Regions from separate parts of the Zea mays genome. Here region 1 is linked to region 2. The links are chromatin contacts, called in public Hi-C maps. All regions are on one chromosome and are shown on one strand. Each heading gives the region's core, a stretch centred on a gene start, on an enhancer-like site or on the middle of the called end of the contact. The rest is flanking DNA. Distances are from core to core; before and after follow the strand shown.

Region 1 (2,700 bases), core at 39-2,538, 140 kb after region 2:
TATACTTTTTGAGTTTGCATGGATGCACAACCACCACAATTCAACGTACAATAAAAAGTATCGGCATGCTATGCAATAGTCAAGGGCTCTTTTAGGGTTTCATCTTACTACACTAAAAACCTATGTATATAAAAATAACTCTCCCGATACTTAAAAAATGGAAGTAAAACAAAGAAAAAAGAGGGTAACACCGGAATTTGGTGGATGTTAGGAAAAAAATTATACCCCAAATTTAGGGTGTTACAGAGACCAGTGCGACCCCCTTCGCTCTAGTGTCGCAGACGAAGGCCCCGCATGATGTCTACGGGCCTCCCGCGTCCCCACCGTCGGGGAAGGCCCATGTGTGATTCGGCCCAAAGTGATGGGCCTCACGAGGTCAGGTCTGGTTAGGGCTGTGTCTGTAATAGGGTTTACCTTAATGACTGTCTGTAACCTTCCCTCATGGGAATATTCTGGGGATAAACCGGGTACTCGAGAGTGTAAACGTCTTTGACAGGGACAGACAGCCCCTTGAGTACCTTTAAATACTCTCGTACAGTGCCCTCACACAGGGGATTAATGAAGCTTTTGGCATCCCGTGCTAAACTCTGAAAACACACTTTCTACCCCTTTGTTGGATCAATTTTCCCTGGTAGGCAAAACACCAACACATTTCTTCCCCATTCATGTTTCCCGTGGGGTTAAATCCCCGACGGGGATCCCGTCATCGTTTAAATTATAATTAGGAAATACATTATTTGATATTAATGCAACCATTTTCGCTCATACATATTGTTCGATGTAAGAAATTGTTAAGGAACATATTTGTATAATGATTGACCTTTTGACAAGATAATTATTTATTTTTATAATTAACTAGTATACGAAAACATTGCTACATGTAGGTTTAATGGGTCCCACGGAGATGTCCTCATTACCCGTCGGAGGAATAATGTCCCCCATTTACATTCTTGTGGGAAAGGACTTTCTCATCCCCACCGCTAAGAGCTTACTCAGTTTGAAGTAGATTGAGAGAATTTAAGTGGATTAAATTCTCTCTTCGGACTAATTTAAGAACTCTATTTTATCAAGTGGTTTTTATTTTTTTAAGAAAAAATAAACTAATTTTTTTTTGAAAAAGTGTAAATCTATTAGAAAAATAGAGTTCTTAAACTAGCTCATATATAAATTTGTATAGGAGAAGATTTTAGTCCCTTTTCATTACTCTGAATCTATTCCTAACCGACGATGAATTGGGGATTGGGAACCTAGCGACGAGCCGAGCGCGGCCGAAGACCCTTACCATGTACGCGCGGATTTTTCTTTACGGGAGGACGGGAGGTTGCTATTTATAGTGGCCTCACGCGCGACCCTGCACCCACCGATCACACAATCCCGACTTCCCGAGGCCGCCCGGCCCGAGAGCACCGAGCACGCTTCTCCCAAACTGCACTGCTCCGTCCACGGCACGGCGAGGCGGGGACGCCAAAGCAAAAAGGCAATAAAGCCAGCGGCCAGGGCCAGGACCAGGAGCCGGCGTCGGTGGAGGCTGAGGCAGAGGCGCCGAAGCGGCGGCGGCATGGGGGTGCTGCGGAGCACGCAGAGCCTGGAGGCCGAGGTAGAGGAGATGCGCGGCGCGCTGCTGCTCCATGGCGCGTGGGCGTGGAGGCCCGGCGGGGGCGCCGCCAAGCGCGCGGCCCGCGCCGTGGAGCCCGCCGCCGCGGAGGCGCGCACCGTGTGCGTCACGGGGGGCACGTCCTTCCTCGGCTTTGCCGTCGTCGACCGCCTGCTCCGCCACGGCTACACCGTCCGCCTCGCCCTCGAGACGCAAGGTACGTCGGTCGGTTAGTCCGTCCCTACCTTATTTTACTACGGCACCCTCTACCGGCTGCACCGTCGCGCTGCTTTGGCACTGTGAATCGGGTGCGTTTCACGTCGCGGTGGGACGTCTCCGTGGCTGGTTATCTGAAGGCTGTTTTCGGTGATTGATTGGAAATGGCAACCGCTCTTGTGTCTGGTCCCTCTTCCCGCCTGCGATGCCGCGGTTCTACTCTTTTTGATTTAATTTCTTTTAATGAAATGCGTTATTTTCACGGCGATTTCCTTCGCGCGCACGAGATGTTGAGCGAATTTTCGGTGAAGTTTCGTAATGTGCACGTTCTGCCGGAAGTTTCAAAATTGCGGCAAGAAAAAAGAATCAGCAGATTCGAGAGTAGTAAAGGTTACCTAGTAGTATTGACTTGTTATTAGAACGTTCCCGTTGACTTCCCGTCTCCCGCTTGTTCTGCCTAACCCTAGGCTTATTAAATCCCCTTGTCTGTAGCTGGGCAAACGTTGTCTTTTTGTTCATCTCCTGTTTTCTATCCGTATGCTTCGGTGCGTGCATGGAGGGCTTGCCTGGTGGGTTGGTGGGAAATTACCCACTGTTTGTTCAGGAGGAGAATTCCTGAGAAGTCGATTTATTGCCATTAATCTCTACCTGGCATGGAGTTTAGACTTTGGATGGTCTAGCATTTGTACAGATGATGTAGAGTTGTAGTTGAACAGCATCATAGTCGGTTACCTGGTCCACGTTCGATCTCTGGGCACGTCACTTTCAGTGTAGCTGATAAATTTGATATTTCACCGGTGAAGTTTTCTTGTATTATAGGAAATTTGCGTAACCATTATGATCAAGTTGAACATGTCACACTCTTTGGACGGCAACGGGCCAAAGTCATG
Region 2 (2,700 bases), core at 132-2,631:
TATCCACCTCTGCCAGCGAAATAAAGCATCCCCTTTTACTTCTGTTCCACTGTTTCTATCAGCAGCAGCAGACACCTAGTGACATTAAGGTAGGCAAAAGCTTTTTGTGAAGTAACAAAATATTTAAAAATGGATGAATTGGAACGAAATCTCCTGCAGCTATAATCAGTGGCTTTATGGACACGCGATTGCACTAAAAGGCACCATTTCAAAGTCTGGCACAAGGTTATATGTAATATCAACAAATATATATGTGAAGACCTCAGCTTGTGGCACTATGCAACATCCAGAGAAGACTGTTATCATAATTGAAAACAAGCATAGGGAGCATCAACAGATTGTCCTTTTCCAGAAGAGAAGTCAATAGGCCAGTAGATGTTTTAATAACAATGGCATGCTAATGACAACTAGAGATGTGAATTGGTGATTCTTCGAAAGAAATATAAATGAAAAGGGGTGAAAATGGTAGCAGCATGAACAAATAAAAAATCTGAAAATAGGGCTCAGTTGGTGATCCATTTAGAATCAATCATATCCTGAATAGACAGGTACCATGATATTGAAAGGATGAAGGAACAGAAGACGCAGCAGAAATGATAAGTAATGTTTGACAGGATACAGTAGCAATCAAATCAACGTGAGGATCTTCAAGCGGCTTCAACATGATCCTTGAGGTCATATTCCCAGCTTGATCAAAGTAGTCCTCAAACAGATTGTGCAGGGAGACTTTCCCAAACATTAGCTCATATGCTGGCACCGCCATCCTGCATGTTCAATACTGGTGCAATGAAGAACCAAGGCTGACATAAATGCCACCCTAAGTGCAATGTAGTGATGTTTCATCCTTCCAGTGGACTAAAACTAACTTTATACCCTTATGGACTATGCAGGAAAAGGCATCTGCCAGAGATGTGCGTGCTCCAAGAAAAAGCAAGCTACCAGAATTGAGACGAGCAACAGTACTGCCAACTGGTGTCAGCGATCTGGCGCATTTCACCAATCCACAGTTCCATTTCACAATACGCGAGCGATCAATCGCGATTGCTTGACAAGCATGATTAATCACGACGATTCAACCGTCTAGTCTAACAGTTATGCAGAGCGTACGGCGATTCGTGCACACTGAGGCTACCAACCAATTGGCTTCCCTGCCTCACAGGTCACAAAACAGAAGGGTCCGAATGGAGGAGAGAAGGGAAGCGGCGAACCTGGTGCGGGCAGCGATGGGAGGGTAGTCGAAGAGCGGCGGCACCAGCACCATGGGCGGCGGCGGTTCCGCCTTGCTGAAGAACATCCCCATATCGCCCTCGGCTCACCGATCCACAGGAGTTCTGCAGCGCCTCACACCCTCTTCCTCCTCCTCCCTTGAACTCACCGCGGCCGCCTCTTTTTGCGGCGGCGGCGAAACACCGATGCAGCGATTCAATTGTTCCGGATCGGCGGTGGCTCCGCTGCAATACAGGCTAGTTCAAGGGTAACGGCCGCTTTTGCGCAACGGTAATACAGGCTAGTTCAAGGGGCTCGCTGTAAACTGCCGCTTTTGTGCAGATCCCCACCGCTAAATCCCGATCGCACGGCCGACTGAGCAAGTGGATTTGGGAACGGCTCGCTGATCAAACTTACACAGGCACATTCTCTCACACACTGACACACACGTGAGCTCTTTGCCTCTCTTGTTGAACATTGGTTTCTTATGTTTATAGTGTGGTTGTTTATTCTAAATTTAATCGTACATTATATTACGTTCTAATCGATAAGAATAAAATACACCAGTTTTAAAATTTGAATTGAGTTTTTTTTGCGTTTTGCTTTATTTCTTATATGTTGATTAATTATTCATTATTTTTGTGGTCGTCACCATCCCTGTTATAGTTGTCCACCTTGTTCAACATTTAGATGTGGACTTGAATCTATCTCGTTCATAACACTTAGAATAAATATTAGTTTTCTAGTTGTCTTAATTTAAAACATATGTATAAGACCGTCCGCAGCACATGCCGCGCGGTGCCCTCTCTCCTAGCACTGTACACGCGTAGGGGGCCTCTACGCGAGCAGCTGTGGCCTCCAAATGGCCCCCTACGCGTTGCAGTGCTAGGGGATGCCGCGCCGCTCCCCCAGATCAAGGGGAGCACTGTAGCGCCCCCTTGCACAGTGCTCCCCTATTTAATAGTTGAAAAAAATAGTAATAAAAGATGAAAAGAGTTAGATAATAATATTTTATAGTTGTAGTGGGTATAGGGAGATAATATAGGGGGAATCACTGCGGGAGATGAAAATTTAGAGGGTGAAATGTTGATAATGTGACGCAAAAAAATGATATAGTGGGAAAATTTAGAGATCACCGCTGCGGACAATCTAAAAGCTTTCAGGTCTTCTGGTGCGAGGGGCTACAACCTTAGCGTAAGCTAAACTAATAATCCCTCCTTAGCATAGAGCCTTAGAGGCATATGGTAAGGATTATATGAACTAATATCAAACATGTCTATAAAGGACTACACATCTTTATATATTGAATTTGTACCCACTTATAATAGTAATAAGGAAAGAGTTCTCGTATATTATTTTGTTCTTGTCTTGCCACCAAAAGAAAAGAAAAAGATAATGGATCTTTTATGTCTCCTCGCGCCTTCAATACTAGAGCCCTTTAGTCTATCTCCAGCAGATCCCATATTTTTATAAGGAACGATATCAAAAGACTAA

Evidence for each region. A called contact is a pair of places that touch in the nucleus more often than the background predicts.
Region 1: a contact with region 2 is called in a Hi-C map of leaf, with 2.9 times the contacts expected there. The contact joins the promoter of LOC100280347 here to the promoter of LOC100382356 in region 2. A contact is called at or near these places in 20 of 25 Hi-C or Micro-C datasets (bundle sheath, ear, endosperm and 6 more) and 2 of 3 datasets of contacts at active chromatin or transcription factors (leaf and seedling).

The regions. Positions count from the first base shown.
Region 1 is chr8:75,265,672-75,268,371 of Zm-B73-REFERENCE-NAM-5.0, forward strand. It overlaps LOC100280347 (dihydroflavonol-4-reductase), which reads left to right and starts at 1,289. Exons shown (of 5, transcript NM_001153273.1): 1 at 1,289-1,811. The coding sequence starts at 1,559.
Region 2 is chr8:75,123,118-75,125,817 of Zm-B73-REFERENCE-NAM-5.0, forward strand. It overlaps LOC100382356, which reads right to left and starts at 1,382. Exons shown (of 14, transcript NM_001175102.1): 1 at 1,209-1,382; 2 at 620-764; 3 at 8-75. The coding sequence starts at 1,300.